2 separate regions of the Gossypium hirsutum genome follow, and region 2 is linked to region 1. The links are chromatin contacts, called in public Hi-C maps. All regions are on one chromosome and are shown on one strand. Each heading gives the region's core, a stretch centred on a gene start, on an enhancer-like site or on the middle of the called end of the contact. The rest is flanking DNA. Distances are from core to core; before and after follow the strand shown. Region 1 holds the start of LOC107920276. Region 2 holds the start of LOC107919828 (inactive poly [ADP-ribose] polymerase RCD1).

Region 1 (2,700 bases), core at 84-2,583:
CTAGGTTTCATATACCCTGTTTCGTGCCTCATCCAGGAGCACAACCTAACCAAATTAGCTACAGAAGGTTTTTATTTTGCATAGCATGTTTAAATTTTATCAAAGCTGACCTTGATAGTTTTTAGGCCCCTTTATCCCCTTATAATCCATCACCAGTGATTTGGCTTGTCTTTACAATGAAAGTCTTAGGATGTTATGTAGGGTCAATATCCTGTCATACCTTTCCCTATTGAAAGAAGGGTACAGTTTAACTTTTCAAGCTTGTTTTATGTTAAAATATGATTGATGAATGTTTTAACTGTGGGAAGTAATGAACTCTGATTCGTTAATACTTTGGTGCTGCCAATTCATTTGTTATTCCCTTTCAATTGTCTTGAATTTGTTGTGTATGGTCCATGTTTGCTACTATTGAGCTATTCTTACAGCAAATGGCACAAAAGCGTATAAACAGCAACCCTTACAATGCTTATGATTCATGTACCAGAAAATTGATAAAAATATGGGTGGCAAAGATCTGAGAACAATACAACAAAACAAAAGATACTGTCACAGACTGGTCATTCAATGAATTTAGACACCCTTATTGCTACTCTTTCCTTTTGTCATAAGCAGCTATATTTTGGGATTCACATTCAGGGCTGAATAGGCGAACCAACAAAGCAGATGCTGAGCTGACAGACACAGCTCCACAGGCAGCCCACCGAAGACTTCTTGGAACAGTAATTCTAGGGCCTGCACATTACCATTAAAAAAAAATGAAGTTTATGATGAAATAAAAACTCGGGATACATGAACAGCAAGAAACTAACATTGAACTTATGTACATCATAAGCAGACACCCAAAGTGACGAACATATTTAATATTTTGGAAGGCTAGTGAAGAGAGAACAGACCGTAATGCAATCTACAGAGAACCCAAAATCCTAGAGCTCCTCCGACAGTAAAAATCCCAGCCGTCTGTCTCATTAACCTGGAACAAGGCTTTGCATCTGATCTCATCAATTCACCATCCGAGCAGCCAAGCGCACGCCTCAACGCCATCTCTCAACGCTTGTTCGATGTTATGTTATCGAACTCACACAAAATCGTCTTCTTTGCTTACTCTGTCTTCGCCTTCGTTACCCGGACTCGGCAATTAGGGGTGCCGTACCCGTGTCGACGCGATCCAACCACCGGACACGCGTCAGATCCGGAAAAAACCAGCGGACACGGCGGTGGGTGAGAACTGAGATGAGAAGAGAATAAAAAGAAAAATAAACTGATTTGCAGAGACGAGAGAGAGAAAAGATGCACGATGGTAGGAGGAAGATGATGGTATATAAATGAGTGAAAAATTAGGGTGTAATAAATGCAGTATCTGTATTTATATTATGTTTAAATATCCCAAAAGTCCTTATACTTTTTAAAATTTAAAATTTTAATTTTATATTTTAATTTTGACACATTGAGTCCCGTTTTTTTTAAATTTTTCTTTCTAATTTTCCGTTAAAGTTAAATGATGGGGCTGTTATAAAAGGGAAAATGACCTTTTTAACCTTCAACAATTTTATCAATTTAATCTTTATCCTTAAAAGTACATAAAAATTAAAAGGAAAATCATATATTAAATAAAATAAAAAAATTAAAAGGTTTAATATATATATTTTAAAAAATATGAAATAAATAAAAACTTTTTAAAATTTAAAAATAATTTTAAAATATAAAAAGATATAAAAATTAAATGTTATCTAAACTAGACTGAGCCGACCAACCAAACCGAGAACTGACTGAGGAATCGGTTCGATGAGAGATGAACCAATTGAACCAAACTATAAAATTTAATTAAAATTGAATCGATTTTTATAAAATTTTAATATTTTTATTTTATTTTTAATAGCTTATTTATTTTGAATTGGTCGAACCGGTCAACTAATTAGCTCTCAAGTTGAATGGTTCGACAATTGGTCTTGTTTCAAAAATATTGCCCAATTTTCAAAAAATAAAATATTTATTCCTTGAATAAAAGGTATTCATGGGCTTTGTAACCCAGTTAGCCTAATTAGTCCGACTCATTTTGAGATGATTTGGACTCATATTTTTAATCTTGGGTTGGCCAAACTTAGCTCATTTTATTATTTAAAATAATAAAAAAAATTAAATTAACTTTAATTTTTATGATTAGATTTAAATATAAAATAATTTTTTATTATTTTTAAACATAAAAATAGTCTATTATGGCGAAACGAACTTGAAGTCGAAAATTTTTTAAATAGGGCCTCGGTCTGGCCTCACCCATAAAAATTTCTAATGATAGTAAAGTCTCTTCAAAGTTTGAATTATTTGTTTAGTCCATAATAAATCATATTTGAACAAGTATTTTTTTACATTTAATTCAAATAATTTATGCACCACAAATAATTTTAATTAAATTTAAATATAAAGTATATGAAACATTAAAATAATGATACAAATTCTATATTGATTCGAATTAAAATTAAATGTGCTCTCTAAATTTTTTTTTGTTCAAAATACACTATAAAAATTTCAAGACTTAATTTATTATTTTTGTATTTTTTGAAAACGGGTCCACTTCTATATGAAATTCTTTTAATATAGTGTATTTTGAAAAAAAAATTAATCTGAATCGATTCAAAGTTTGTATCATTATTTAAAATTTATTTTATACTAATATTTTATATCCTTTATAATTAAATTTACATA
Region 2 (2,700 bases), core at 122-2,621, 270 kb after region 1:
AACTAGGCACCAACTCGTTTAGTGAAATTATGAAGATGTTCTTCCATAATTAAAATAAGTTATTTTTTTCGAAGGTATTTTAGTCTTTTTATTTAAAAATAAATAAAAATTTTACACGAGGTAGGATTTGAATCCATACCAAGTACATAGTTTCCACATGCATACGTATGTGATAAGATTTCTAATTTTATTAAAAATAATATATATATACACGTGTTTTAATTTTTATATAATTTCTTTAAAAACTTACTTTTTTTTCCATGAAGTAACTATTTTGCCTACATGCTTATATAGCTAGATATAAAAGGGAGTTTAATTGATATTCTAAAAAAAAAAAAGTTCAAATGACCTTTCTTTTAGCTGACAAGTGGAACATCCACAATGCTATTTTATTTTTTATTTTATAAAAATAGTTAAATTTTAATTTTGATCTCTCTAATATACTTTAGTTTGAGGTTTAATCTATATATTTTAATTTCTAATATAATTTGGTCTTTATATTTTTACATGTCATTAATTATTACAAATAATTAATATTGTTAACTTTTTTAATACTTTAAAAGTCTTACAAACTAACATGTGGCTTTCTATTTCTTTAAATTTGCATCGCTTTTTTCTTGACTTTATAAGATAATGGTTAAATTTCAATTTTCACCTCTAAACTATGTTGAAACTTGAGATTAATTTATATATACTTTAAATTTTTACATAATTTGATCCATCTACATTTATAATGTTATTAATTAGTTTAAACAGTTAATTAATATTATTAACTATTTCAATCAAAATACCGACACTAATTTTTTTCTAAATATACTATTCCACAGAAATTTTTTTTATTAAGACAATTTTGAATGTGTATTTTTTAAAAAACATTCCATCAATATTTTCAATGCTATTTTTATTTTTACATGATTTAATTTCAAAATGTCATACCACGTAATAAGCAATTATATTGTAAAGATAAAAAAAATCTAAATTTACAAAATATATAAAATTTTAAAATATATTTTAATTTAATTTGACTTAAAATGAGTTTAGATAAACGGTAAAATACAATACATTTAGTTTAATTTTTTTCTTATGCTATACGATTATTATAATATCTAATTTTACTATTATTATTATTTTTAGACTAATCACAAAGCGTCTAATTTTTTTAAAGGGTGTCACAAATTCCAGTAAATAATCATGAAAAAGGAATTTTCAGTCAATAATTGTGAGTTTGACAGGAAGTTTATCTTCTAATGGGGCCTACACTGAGTTATTTTTGCTTTCATCCAAATATATAAAAACCTATAATAGTAAGCTCCTTGTTTTTCCGGCTATTTTTTTTTAGTTCCCCCAATTACCCTTCCTAGCAACCGCCTTTACGCTTTAAATGAATGAATTTTAAAATCCCGAAATGACCCTCATGTTTCCTCTCGTTTAATTTCGAAGTCGTGGATGACGGATCCAATCAAAGATACTTGGTGACAGCATAATTTGTGACGGGCTTGTAACTTTATCCTCAACTCGTTTTGATGGTTCGGTTCGCCCTTGCTTTTCGTCCAAGAAGGCGAGATAGCGCAAAAGAAAATAGTAACTAATTCTTTGAGTTAGGGTTTTTAACTTTTCTTTTTCTTTTATTTTCTTCTCTCTCCCATCCCTCCACCTTCTAGAAAACAGAAAAGTAAATCAATCACTCCAAAATTTATCTCATCTGCAGGTAATATTTTCCATTTTCTTTTAGTTTTATTTTCCGTTTTATTTTCTTTGATTAAGTTTTTGACAACGGATTATATAGATCGGCCCTGATCTTGGCATCTGGAAGGCGTTGACTTCATTTGTTGAATGGTTAATTCTTTTGATGGTTGATTTCTGTGATAATTGGTTTTCTAGGGGGATCAATAAAAACATTATGATATGTTAATTTTGAGAATTTTGCTTTAGGATTTTCATTTTAGGTTTTTTTTCGACCTTGCAGTTTTTGTGAGAAATTGCGGATTTGTAGAATATTGATATTCTCCTTTTCTTTTTCTTTTTTGATTGACTCAGTTTTCAGCTATAGAAAACATTTTTTTAGTTTTTAATTTTAGGAATCTATGTTCCAAGGTTGAAATTTTGTATTTTCTTTTTTTAATTCTCGATCACCATTCTAATCACGTGAAACACCAGATTTCTTGTCATCTTATGTTCTTAGTTTTTTTAATTAGTGTAGAAATATATTTAGTTTGATGATTTGGATGAAATATTTTTTAGGCTGATTTTCTATTTTTTTCACAAAAAAAAACACACTCGAGTCTTTATGTATTTGTAAGAATTTTCCAGTTTTTCCTAATCTTAATTTTCTTTGGTTTCATTAATTTTTGCTCAATTTTCTTAACAGAAATCAGCATAGGATTTAAATTTTTGGTATACTTTTGGCTGCTTTTTTTTTTCTTTTCGAGGTCAACCGGGGGATTGTCGTGACTATACTTGTTATTCAAAAAAGCTCATATTCTCAGGTCAACGCCGGTTGTGTTTCGATATTTATGTAATTAGTATCATACTAATTCTGCTCGGAGTAAATTTTGCAGTTTTGTGAAAATTTCTAATTTATTTTTGGTCAGATGTCTGATTAATATGTGCAACATCAACATCAACTTGTTATTCAAAAAAGCTCATATTCTCAGGTCAACGCCGGTTGTGTTTCGATATTTATGTAATTAGTATCATACT

The links. A called contact is a pair of places that touch in the nucleus more often than the background predicts.
Region 2: a Hi-C map of leaf shows a contact between it and region 1, with 2.0 times the contacts expected there. The contact joins the promoter of LOC107919828 here to the promoter of LOC107920276 in region 1. A contact is called at or near these places in 7 of 34 Hi-C or Micro-C datasets (callus, hypocotyl and leaf).

Annotation. Positions count from the first base shown.
Region 1 is chrA08:111,363,423-111,366,122 of Gossypium_hirsutum_v2.1, forward strand. LOC107920276 reads right to left here and starts at 1,334. Exons shown (of 2, transcript XM_016849895.2): 1 at 894-1,334; 2 at 445-732. The coding sequence starts at 1,041. The coding sequence ends at 587. LOC107920275 (bZIP transcription factor 16) reads left to right here. Exons shown (of 13, transcript XM_016849894.2): 13 at 1-329. The coding sequence ends at 4.
Region 2 is chrA08:111,629,563-111,632,262 of Gossypium_hirsutum_v2.1, forward strand. LOC107919828 (inactive poly [ADP-ribose] polymerase RCD1) reads left to right here and starts at 1,372. Exons shown (of 10, transcript XM_041074793.1): 1 at 1,372-1,708.